Linked DNA regions of Oryctolagus cuniculus: region 2 is linked to region 1. Evidence: chromatin contacts called from public Hi-C data. All regions are on one chromosome and are shown on one strand. The core of a region is the stretch at or near the end of the contact, and the rest is flanking DNA. Distances in the headings are between cores, read along the strand shown. Region 1 has its middle 23 kb from the start of KCNE2. Region 2 holds the start of ATP5PO (ATP synthase peripheral stalk subunit OSCP).

What was found. A called contact is a pair of places that touch in the nucleus more often than the background predicts.
Region 2: a contact with region 1 is called in a Hi-C map of liver, with 13 times the contacts expected there. The contact joins the promoter of ATP5PO here to the enhancer-like site in region 1. A contact is called at or near these places in 6 of 6 Hi-C or Micro-C datasets (ear pinna, embryonic fibroblasts, liver and 3 more).

What each region holds. Positions count from the first base shown.
Region 1 is chr4:10,686,183-10,692,440 of mOryCun1.1, forward strand. No RefSeq gene overlaps it. Among named protein-coding and RNA genes, the nearest start is that of KCNE2, 23 kb to the left of the region's middle. Within about 2 kb of position 1,564, at least 1 of the 8 cell types and tissues checked has an H3K27ac peak or open chromatin away from gene starts, as enhancers often do. A contact at or near this core is called in ear pinna, where this site is marked.
Region 2 is chr4:11,116,956-11,123,017 of mOryCun1.1, forward strand. ATP5PO (ATP synthase peripheral stalk subunit OSCP) reads left to right here and starts at 4,352. Exons shown (of 7, transcript NM_001171421.1): 1 at 4,352-4,387; 2 at 5,440-5,490. The coding sequence starts at 4,352. LOC138849236 (a long non-coding RNA gene) reads left to right here and starts at 1,297. Exons shown (of 3, transcript XR_011387722.1): 1 at 1,297-1,600; 2 at 2,624-2,748; 3 at 3,018-3,622.

The DNA of each region.
Region 1 (6,258 bases), core at 314-2,813:
TTCCAGGAGCCTTCAACTGGCTCCGTCAGAGCAGGCTTCCCACCCAACTCCCGCATTTATAGCTCATTAAGCCCCTTATCAAAGCAGCCTACCCCTACTTCCTTAGCAATCGCTGTTAGCATCTGCACATCCTTCTAAAAGGGATACGCTTGACAGCACACAGACACAGAACATCTCGCTGTGATCCGGAAACTTCCACCAGCTGTTTGAAACTGCTTAGTCTAACTTCAGCTTTTCTGAACACAGGTTTGCTCCTGCAAAAGAGATAAGTGTTCCAAGCTCTTATGCATTTTGAGGGATTAAGAGGCCTGCATTTCTATGTGCAGAGGAAGTAGAGACATATCAGTAGCTTTGTTTAACATTGAGTTTGTTTGAAGAACCGAGACCCTCTTGTTTTTGCTCGTCGGTGCCCACTTTCTCATAACCTATTCGTGCCCCGTTTCTTTCCTCATGGGCAGACGCCTTCCTGCTTCTTCAGTCTCTGATGCTAAAATACGGCAGGAGAAGCACACAAGCTTCATGTGTGCTGTGTGCCCAACATCCTCTCTTTTTTCCCAACTTGGATATTTTCTATACAGGAACTTCGCTGCGTCTTATTTCTATTTTCTTTGCATTTCGAGTAGGGTGACCAAGTCGTTCTGGTTTGTGTGGGAACTTTTCTGTGCTGTGTCCTGGGAACTCCCTTAGTCCCAGGCAAAGGGCGGCGGGGGGGGGGGGGGGTGACCTGTAATCTTGGCTCGACGTTTCAGAAAACTTCAGTGAACCTGCACTAAATTTAAGGTTGAGATTCAGCTGCAGCCGCTACAACAGGCTCCACACTCAGTCACAGACCATCCAGTCGTCCATTTGGTGAGCATATAGAAGGAACTCCATCAAGTTCACAGGAAAAGCATATCATGGAAGAAGTATGTGTGGATTTATGAACTTTTTTTTGCACCAACATAAACTTATCTCTGGATTTCATTTTTCCATGAACCTATTGAAGTCCCTGTGCTCAGTGAAGCAGCTCCCTCTGCCATCCCGAAGCCGCTGAAGTGACTCTCACCATTTCCCCCTTTCAGTGCAGCTTCTGACACCAGCGATTTGTGTTTTACAACCTCTAAGGCCTTCGGAGCTGAACACAGACCCCAATTCAAATAGTTGCTTCATTCATGGCTATTAAAGGAAAGGGGACTAGAAATGAATGCCCCTGTTCTCCTCGGAGCTGCCCCAGTCATCGCTCTCGGGAGCTTGTGGGCCCCTGCTTGGAGCTCGGGGAGGCTCCTGGGAGGGAGGAGACAGGAGACGCCACATGACGTCGTGACGTCACAGACAGGCTCGGCTCGGAGAGGGTCAGCAGTGGCCAAGGGTGGTTGGAATCTGCCTCCAGCTTCAGAACTGCCTGGTACCTTTCTGGGAGTCCAGCTCTGCCCACGGCTGTTAGCCTTGAGGTTGACATTCGTGTTTATGAGAAAGTGGAAGTGAGGAGGGATCCACCACTCAGGGGCCATCTCAGCTTGGCCCAGACCTTGAACTCGAGGGCGAGGAGGTGGAAGCGACTGGGGTCAGGGAGAGGAATGTGCCTGGGAGATGGCCCTTCATTCCCTAATAAGTTCTCTCTCTCGGTCCCAGGCAGACTCCCTATAAAAGGGAAAACTGGACAACTGGCAGGGGGCAGGGAGCCTGTCCTGGCAGCTCTCTGTGAAACACGTACACCACGCTGTTTACGAATTCCTGCAGCCAGCCCCGGAATCCAAATGTAGACAACTCTGTTTATGTAACGAAAATAGATGCTTGCCCCGTGTGATTAAGGTGGCTACTGGAGACATTTGTTGCAGCTGAGGCCGGAGAGGAGAGAGCAGGGCATGGCGCCCTCTGGGACCCTGGGCAGGTAGCAAAAGCTCTCAAGACCAGTTTTCTGCTCAGAAATCTCCCAGGATGGGCACATCCAGGGGGCGCGGGAGAGCTGAAAGAAGTCACATCTCCGCATCCTGCCTCTGCTGTCCAGCGAGCAGCTGCCCCGCCCCCGTCCACCTGGGGGCAGTAGGGAGTCCCAACCGGCCTGCTCCGTTCTCAGCTGCGTTTGGAACAAGGCCTCCTACTGCACCCCTTGAAGAAGCCTCGTTCCAACAGATGGTTCCCATCAGCCACCCACTGTCTGGGTCAATAAGGAGGCTCGGATGCTGTAGGGTCGGGAGATGTGCCGCCCAGGGAAACCTTCCCTCTGAACCCTGGTCCCCAGCTCACCATGGCCTTGACACCTCCACCCCCCTGGCCTCATGACTGTCGTGGCCTTTCTCCAAGAAAACTCATGCGGAAGATGCAGCTCCAACGGCATTTCCTCGCCAGACAGTCTCCCACTGGTCTCCATCTGGAGGAAGTCGTAACTCCCTCATCTGGGCAGCACGGCTGCTCATCTGTCGTCCCGTCCACTCCGCTCTTGGTCACCTACGACCCGGGTGTCAGGGACTGGCCCTGGCACCTTCTTCTGTGGCTCAGCCTTCTGAGTCACTGCAACACCGCTTCCAGGGACCAGGAACAGGAGCTGGGGTGCTGGGCCCCAAACTGGGGACGCCTGCATTAGTCCACTTTCCGTCACTATACAAACACCCGAGACGGGGGAACTTGTGTGAAGGAAAGAGGTTTATTTAACGCACAGTTCTGGCTCCTGGATGGCCTGGCACCAGCACCGTCTGGGCTCTGTGAGGGCTTTGTGGCTGGTGGCACCAGAGGGCTGGGAACACACGGGAGAGGGGCAGATCACACCTCTAGGCAGGAAGCCAGGGAGGGACCCGTAATGACCACCTGCTAGGCCCTGCCAATGAGGCTCCCTCCACCTCTCCATGGCCACACTTGGGACCAGGCTTCCAACACACGAACCCTCGGGGGAACAGATCACACCCACACCCTATCAATGCCCGAGTCACTCCGTCATCTCCCTGCATCCTTAGGAAGCAAGCAACGTTAGGACTTCCGCCTTGCACCTGCTGCAGCTCAAACCCTGCTGGACCTCCCCCAGCTCTCTGTGCTGCTCCTGGCTCCTGGGGCTGCTCAGCTGTTGGAAGGACCCACGGTGCCTTGAGGGTCTTAGCTGTTTCCCCTCCTGCCCCGGCTGTGCTACTGCCCCATCTGCATGCCCTGCCTCACCCTATTCACTGTTCACGCTTCCACTTCCTGGAGGCCGACTCCTCCCAGTCTGCATGAAGCGCCCTTCTTATTGGCTGGCACCACAGGCTGGGTGCTGTGCTAAGTCCTCGTGCCCTGCATTGAGGGGCAGCACTTTTGCTGGGGTTGGTCCCTGGGCACCCCTCCCAGCACTCGGCTGTTTGCTACTATCTGCTTTGCCGCCTGATTCCTGCACGGCAGGATGTCCTCCTCCACTGTCTTCCCAGTGCCCAGGAGTGAATGAATTAATGAATGAACTAATGACGCAACCACAGGGAGCCTGGAAGAACACAAGAGAGAAAGCCTCCAGCGACCAGAGTGAATGTCACCTCGCAGCAAGGCCATGCATGAGCTCGGGCCACTGCCAAAGGGGCCTCCAGGGACACAGGGGTGACAGGTCTCCACGTACATCCCTGGGATTTCACAAAGCAGTCGGGTCCCAGGAGAAGAGGCCAGGAAAAAGCCCAGCGCTGTGAGCTGTTCTCTTCCCTGTGAAACAAGACAAGTGGCGATGGCCGCGGCACGGGGCAGGAGGACGGAAAGTTCCCAACGGTGAAAATCTCTGATCGCAGACGAGCAAGGAGCCCCCACGAAAGTCACCCTGGGAAGCCAGACTCCCGGTGCGAGGGAGGGCACCGCGGCCGCCAGGGCCGGCCCAGGCACACACAGAGGCATTCACAGCCCTGTGGCCGCAGCCCCCGCCTGCCCGCCCGCCCCAAGCACCCCCAGCAGCAAACAGAACTCTCTGTCTCGGTTCCCGAGTCAAGTCTGCACAGAATTAACTGTAATAATTGGCAGGTGTGCCGCTGGCTTCTGGCTTTCAATTCACCAGGGGCCCATGAAAAAAACTGCATGTTCCATAGCAGCCGGTGTTTAGCTTGGGCTCTGAGCAGCTTCGGCTTTCCACGACCAGAAACAAACTGTGTCTGCAGCTGCCCAAGAAGAGCTGCAGAACAGCCCAGCTCATGAGCACGTCGCTCCTTGGGGAGAGAGGAGGAAAGAGCCCTTGACCTTCCGCCCTTCTGGGGAGCACAGATAATGGACAGGAGAGGAGCTCTTCCGGAAGCATTTGTGTATTTTTTTCTGGATGGAAGGGACTGGTCATCGCCTCCAGGGATTTTCCAGGCCACAAATGACCTTGTCATCCAGCAGCACCTGTGATAACAGGGATGCTTAGCCCTAAGCAAGTCTCTGTGTTAATCTACTTTCCCTGCTAGGGGAATTAGCCATGCCCACCGCGGGGTCTCCTGACACTGGCCTGTTGCAGGCATCACCAATCAAGAGGAGTTATTTTGAGTTATTTGGCGCTGTGGCGTAGAAGGTTAAGCCTACAGTGCTGGCATCTCATAGGGGCACCGGTTCCTGTCCCGGCTGCTTCACTTCCAATCCAGATCCTTGCTAATGTGCCTGGGAAAACAGCGGAAGATGGCCTAGATCCCTGGGTCCCTGCACCCATGTGGGAGACCTGGAAGAAGCTCCTGGTTCCTGGCTTCTGTTTGGGAAGCGACCAGCAGATGGAAGATATCATTCTCTCTCTCTCTCTCTCTCTCTCTCTCTCTGTATATATATATATATACACACACACACACACACATATATGTATATATTTCTGCATTTCAAATAAATCTTTTTGAAAAATGGAGTTATCTTTTCTACCAAGCCTTAGACATGGACTCTGCACCCGAGGAAGCTATACCACATGGCTGGGAGTCGGCAGGAGAATGAAACAGGTTTGCAGTTTTAATGGAGTGCCATTCACTGGTGCCATTCATGCCCTTCGCGTAGTCACCTCTGCCCTCCGGAGAGTGCGTCTCCTGGAGACCCAGGCACAGAAGTTGACGGCCAAAGCCAGGGACACTTCCTTTCTGCCCACTCACCCCTGCACTTGACACTTGTCCTTCCAGTGGGGTTTTCACCATTGGGACCAAGCCAGCGTCTGGAAGTCAGTTCTGCGAGGCGGCTGTACCCTCCACAACTTGCTTAGCCAGGCAGCTTCCCGCCACTTCACTGGCAGGCCCACGTTTGGGCTCTGTATCGCTGGTCACTAACGTGAAGGGCTGATGTGGGTGGACTCCAGCATCCAGTCCTGGGGTCAGGTTCCCGTCCTCCATGAGGACAAAGCTCTAAGGTCAAGCTCCAACCAGCACCAGCTGTTCCTCCCTGGACGAGTGTCCTTGTGAACTTGGGCTTCTGATGCGCTTGCGATTCCCTTTCCCGCCGGAAGTGGAGGCCATCGCAAGCGTCCCTCCACCTTTGCCGCGCAGTGCTGGAGAGAAACACCCTGTGCCACTCCAAGCTGGGTACAGCGTCCTGAGCTCCCACCTACTGCCCTGGGTGTGAGGCCCTCGTGTCTGTCCTGCGTGGTGTGACGGTCAGGTGTTGGGGTTCTGGAGTCATACTCCCCAAGATGCGGGCTGTGTCCCTTTGACTCTCGGCGTTCCAACCTGAGAAATGAAGGTCACGGTGTCACCTCCTAGGATTGCTGCGAGCATCAGCAGAGATAAGCCACAAGATGCTCGGATACGGAGCGCCCCCTGTGAGTGCGGCTTGATTAACAGAAGGCAGAGATTTCTACTCTGTTGCCCCCCCGTGGGTTCTTTCAACATTGTAGTAACACACACACAACACACATTCGCCATTGGAGCTGCACATTTCAGTAGCACCAAGTGTCTACCCAACCTTAGGCAACCACTCCACTATCTAGTCCTAAAACTTCTTCATCACCCCAAATAGAAACCCCATATCCACCAAGCACTCACTCACCATTTCTTCCCTTCCTCCTAGCCCTCTCCCCCTCCAGCCCCCGGCCACTGCTGGTCCACTTCCTGTGCCTACGATTTTACCTCTCAAGATATTTCACACCAACAGAATCGTACATTATGTGTGCTTCGGTGTCTGGTTTCTTTCATTTAAGTGAAATGAGTCCAAGATTCATCTATGTTGCAATGCATTATCAGCACTTTGTTCCTTTTCGTGGCTAAATAATAACCCACCGTATAGATTGGACATATGACATTTTAACTGTTCACCTGTTGGTGAACATTGGAGTTCTTTCCACCTTTTAGCCATTGTGAGTAGAGATGACCATTTGTGTACAAGGTTTTGTTTGAAGCT
Region 2 (6,062 bases), core at 3,102-5,601, 430 kb after region 1:
TGGGTTTGCAGCCCCAAGGCAGCAGCAGGTCGGATCTGCCAGAAAGGATTCAGGTACGGTCCTTAAACTCAGAAAAGAAAGAGTTGAAGTATGACTTACTCCCAGATAAACAAATATGTCAACAACGCAACATATCCCAGGTCCCTTCAGGGAAATAAAATGTGTAGGGGAAACCAGGAGACGCAGAATCTAACTATGGGTTCTGCACAGCTACAGAGACGTCCTCCAAGCTGGCAGGGTCGAGTCCAAAGGTAATCTTTGAAAGGAACCTTGGAGGCTGCCTGGTCCAATGGCTGTGTCTTTCGTGGAGTCCCTCAGGCTGTGCGAGTGTTGCCCGGAAGTACAGCAAGGGGCCGTGGTTAACCAGTGAAAGGACCCTGCAGGATCACCATCAAGACCCAGGCTCACTGCAGTGAGATACAGAATATGGTTTCTCATCATTTCCTGGTATCAATTTTTTTTTTTTTTTTGGCATGTCCTTAACAGATTTGGGAAATTTTCATGGCTATGTAAGAGGCCATTTTCAAAGCTGTCCTCTTTGCTCAGATGTGGATTTCTGATTTTTTTTCTGTTTTAAAGTGAGTGCAGGGGCCAGCACTGTGCTGCGGCAGGTTAAGCCACAGCCTGCAGCACCGGCATCCCATGTGGGCGCTGGCTCAGGTCCCGGCTGCTCCACTTCTGATCCAGCTCCCTGCTAATGCACCTGGGAAAGCAGCAGAGGATGGTCCAAGTCCTTGTGCCTGTGCACCCATGCGAGAGACCCAGAAGAAGCTCCTAGCTTCAGCCGGGCCCAGCCCAGCCCCAGTCGTTGTGGGGCTAAATATAAATTAATAAATATAAATATAAATAATATAAATATAAATTAATAAATCTTTTAAAAGCATTTTAAAAAATAGAGTGCAGTGAACATTGCACACGTTAACCTTCGCCCAGATTTCTGACTCGGGGAAGCTTTGGAAGGGCTCTGTCTGGGTCAGAGGGAAAAATCACTTGCTTTTTTTTTAAAACACAGGAAGGCACGATGCCACGTTGCTGCTTTCTATGACAGCCAATGGTGCCTCTGCAGGGAAGATAACACCGTAAGCAATGTTTGCTCCAAGTTCAATGTCAGCATAGAACAAAGTCAAGATTAGATGTTTGAGTTCTGCTCCCACTGCAGCCCTGCCCTGCGGCCTTGGGCAAGTCTCTGACTCCAGGGACCTCAGCTGTTGAAATGGCTAATTTTTAAACAACTTGAGTTTGTCCAAGGGGAAAGCACTCCAGCAGCAAAGCGCTAGGTCCCGTCCCTTCTCGTCCGGAACAAAAGTCTTTTCTCCTCCTGGAGCCTCTGTTCCCGAATGGCAGACAGGTCGGCAGGGGCTCCGCTGGCAATGGGCGCTGGCCCGCCATTGTAGTGATTTGCCTGCAGTGGGATTTCAGTGGGCGCCCAGCGATGCAGAACAGGCCAGAAGGGAGGTCTGACGTGGAGTGGGGGCGGCATTGGGCTTAGGGCTGCTTCTGTGTTCCTGTGTGTGAATAGGATACAGCTCCTACCTCCTGCAGATGGTGGAATCCCAAAGTCCTAAGTTAACGGCACTCACCCGGTGGAAACTTCATCCAGGTACGGCCTTAGGAGGTGGGCAACATGGAAGGTGTCCTTAGGGGATTGGAGGCATGCCCTTGGAAGATCATTCTGGAGAAGAAGCTGCTGATACAAGCCTGAACTGGGCCCAGTCCCTCTCTCTACTCCCTAGCTCTGCACACCCTCCACCATGAAGCCTCTGGCCTCAGGGACCCGCCTGACCTTAGACTGGGAATGTCTAAAGCTGCGAATCAGGAGCCGCCATTCGGTATGGTTGATGGGACGCCACCCAGGGCGCCTGCAACCCACTTTGGAGTACCCGCGCTCAAGTCTTGGCTCCACTTCCAATCCAGCTTCCTGTTAATACGCACCCTGGAGGAGCAGTGATGGTCATGAACCTGGGTCCCTGCCACCCACACGAAAGACCTACACAGAGCTCCCAGCTCCTGGCTTCAGCCTGGCCCAGCCCTAGCTATTACAGGCATTTAAGGTGTAAAACAGCAGATGGAAGATCTCTCTTTGTCTCTGTCTCTCTCTGATTCTCTCTTCACCTTTAAATAAAAAACCAAACATTTTTAAGTGACATAAGTGATGTAATATTTAAAAGCACACAAGCCGGCGCCGTGGCTCACTAGGCTAATCCTCCGCCTTGCGGCGCTGGCACACCGGGTTCTAGTCCCGGTCGGGGCACCGGATTCTGTCCTGGTTGCCCCTCTTCCAGGCCAGCTCTCTGCTGTGGCCAGGGAGTGCAGTGGAGGATGGCCCAAGTGCTTGGGCCTGCACCCCATGGGAGACCAGGAGAAGCACCTGGCTCCTGCCATCGGATCGGCGCGGTGCGCCGGCCGCAGCGCACCAGCCGAGGTGGCCATTGGAGAGTGAACCAATGGCAAAAGGAAGACTTTTCTCTCTCTCTCTCTCTCTCACTGTCCACTCTGTCAAAAAAAATAATAATAAATAAATAAATAAAAGCACACAAAACAAAGAGAAACTTCACACGCAGCTTACGGCAGGTATTTTGTTGTAGCGATTGAAAGCTGACTAACCCAGTCTCTTTGCCTACAGCACTGAAACACACTGGCATCCAAACCCCAAGCCCAGAAATACATCTGGATAGACTCACTCGGGCAATTACCCAGGGCAGTGGAGAGAACTTGTACTTGGCGCAGGGGCCTGGCTGCCTTCCCTAGGTGAGCTACCTAAATACCTAAACAGGAGCTCTAAAAGGGGGGGGGGGGGAGGGTACCAGGCCCACCTACACCCTGGGGCTAGCCAGACACTCCAAATAAAAATGACACCATGTATGTGCAACCACCTAATAAATCCCAAAATTCAAATACCCATAAACCTCTGCATAGGGAAGGTGCATGGGGGTGGAGCGGAATGGGGTGAATACAAACTAAACAGAGGGCGTGTCCCCGTGGGACACACCTGCAGATGAATTCCCAATCTTTTTCAGAGCGACCCTGTTTTCCAAGCGTTTTTGGCCTCAGCACTTTGGATTCGCAGTATAGCTCCAAAAACCCACACAGGTGCTGCCGTTCAATTTCACGGAGAATACCAGGCCTACGAAGACAAGCCCTTTGTCATACCCTGCTCTGTCTTCAAGGCATGGTACAGCTTCTGACACACAGGACCCATGCTCCACAAAGCGTGTTAAATGAATAGACTTTCCATTAGATGTATATGGAAGAGGCTGGCGCTGTGGAGGAGCAGGTAAAGCCGCCATTTGTAGCATCAGCATCCCATATGGCCGTTGGCTGGAGTCCCGGTTGCTCCACTTCCGGTGCAGCTCCCTGCTATGGCCTGGGAGAGCAGTAGAAGATGGCCCAAGTTCCTGGTCCTCTGCACCCACGTGGGAGATCTGGAAGAAGCTCCTGGTTCCTGGCTTTGGCCTGGCCCAGCCCTGGCTGTTGCAGCCACCTAGGGAGTGAACCAGTGGATGGAAGATGTCTCGCCCTCTGTCTCTGTCTCTGTCTCTCTCTCCTCCTGTAATTCTGACTTTCAAATAAATAAAATCAATCTTTTTAAAAATTTAAATTAAATTAAATATGTATTTGGAAATATGATTTGCATTGTGCAGGGGAACAAGGATTTTCAGACACTACTAGCGAGCGAAAAGCATGACTTGGTTTAACCCTGTGGAAAGGACTTGGCCTCACGCATCGGAAGCCAAGTACTTGGACTATCTCACCAGGCTGTGCCGGTTCTGGGGACTATTTGGAATTTATCTTAATTTTTTTTTAATGAATGTATAAAGACGCTTCCAGGAGGGGCCATGGCAGTTCCCAACGGCTCCAGCGGGCGGGGGAGAGCCGCGGCGGCAGCCCCGCAGCCCGGCTTCGCTAGGCTGTCGGTACCCGGCACGCACCCGCCCTGCTTCCAAGGACACCTCTGCCGAAGGCGCCACGAAGGAAGCGCCCAAGAGGAGGTCGGCGATGCTGTCGGCTAAACCTGTTCCCGCAAAAGGGAAAACGAAGCTCCAGAAGGCAGCTGGAGGGATGAGTAGTCGGACATAAAGGTATCTGTGAAATGCGACAAACGCCATCGTTTTTACCCCGGGGACCAGAACTCAAGGATTCCTTTCGCAGGTGCAGCCTCCCCCTGGGAGGTCACCCCTACTGCATCGTCTAAGGACTACAACTCCCAGCTTGAAGGAGGTGGCTACGCACGCGCTGTGGCGACCTACGCCTACACTTCCCAGAGAGCCTAGCGGGTACGCTGACGCGCGCGTGCGCCCTCGCGCCCCTTCCTCTTCCAGCTCGGATTTGACCTACAGCTGCCCGGGAGAAGATGGCGGCCCCCGCAGTGTGCGGGCTCACCCGGCAGGTGAGAGAAGCTAGCTGGGAGGACGCCCTCCTTGGGGAAACTTGTACCAGAGCCTGCGCGCTAGGGTTCGAGGCCACCGCTGGGAAACCAAGGCCGCCGTTCAAGGTCGTGGGGCCTGGCGAGTGAGGGCGGCCCGGCTCGCGTCCCCCGGGACGCCTGTGGGGTGCCCGGCGCGGTGCTGGGCGCGCGGTCATCTCGGCGTCCTCAGGGCACAGCCCGGGAAACCCCTGGCGCCAGGGGCCACCGGCCAGCCCCGGGCTTCGCCGCCTGGGCTGTTCCATAAACCGTCGGGGGTCGCTGGTGACTTCAGGCGGATTTCCCAGGTTTATAAAGGACATGAGAAGTTCAAATGGGGCGTCCTGGGCTGCTTGGGTAGTGAGTGATGGGGTTAAGACCCGAACCCCAGTGTCACCGAGAAAGTGGCGTTGGGAAAAATAAATCAAATAGCCGCGCTTCCGTCTCACCGCGATGCTTTGCGCACTTGACCCCGCTGTAGTTTCCATGATTTCCCCATAAGCCCGAAAACCCTGCCCTTAGAGCCGGTTTTAACACAGTGCGTTCTGGAGCTCAGAGCCCTGGAGGGCGGTCCGTGCCTTTGCGGGTGCGTGGATTATGGCCCTTGAGAGCCGCAAGGGCATCGCTGGGGACTTGAACTTGTGCGGTCACGCTCCCGCGCCCTAACCACTAGACAGCAGGTGGATTCCTGACAGCCCATCTGTTACAGCTCCTTACGGATTCCTCCCCCTTGTGTTAAAATCCCGCTCAGAAATGTTAGATGTTAACTTCCTGGAAGGTAGCGTTTTCTCCTTGGTACTGGGCGCTTGCCTCGGCCGGTTCCTGGCAAACTAGGAGATTACTGGGAAAGCGATTTTCCAAACAACGTGGCGTGATTCTCGGTGAGAACATGGACTCCTGGCTAATAAAGACAGCTCACCCGCGTGGAGTCTATGTCAAAAAACATCGTTTAAAAGGCAGCCTTAGGTCGCGATTGAATGAATTACAGAGATTCTCGAAGACATTTCTTTTGACCTGTTTCCATTCTTGCTTTGAAGGTGCGAAGCTTCAGTACATCTGTGGTCCGGCCGTTTGCCAAGCTCGTGAGGGTAGGTCCTTTATACACACGCCTGTGTGGGGGAGGGGCCTGTGGGAGGGTGTGCATGCTCTAGCCCTACAGTCAGGCCGTGGCCTGTGGTGTCGCTTCTACGTAAACCTTTGCATGTTGTTGCGATTCACAAGACACACGTGCGCAGGGTGGGGACGGTGATGGTGGAGGGTGCTTGCCCTGTGACAGACGCCAGCGGAACCTTTAAGTGGGTGAGAAGTGACTGTCACATCCCTGCCGTCGTCCAAGCACCAGATCGCCCAGAGCCACCCTCCACGTGAGAAGTTCTCACCGCCCCTCTGCGGCGCTGGAGCATGGCAGGCCTTGCCGTTGTGTGAAAGGGGAAACTGAGGCTCCAGGAGACGGTGCTTTGCTCGGCCTCACTATTGCCTGGGCTTTCCCCTGTGCAGCCACGCAGCACCACGCGGCACGTGCAGTCGTACATTGACTGTGGCGTGTAGGGAAAAGGCCGCAGTCCCCTGGGGAAGATGGTGCAAGCGTGGGCTCTGTGGCGTTGAACGCTGGGGCGTGGGGGCCGGGAGCGGAGCCCCAGCAGCGCCGCCGCAGGGAGGA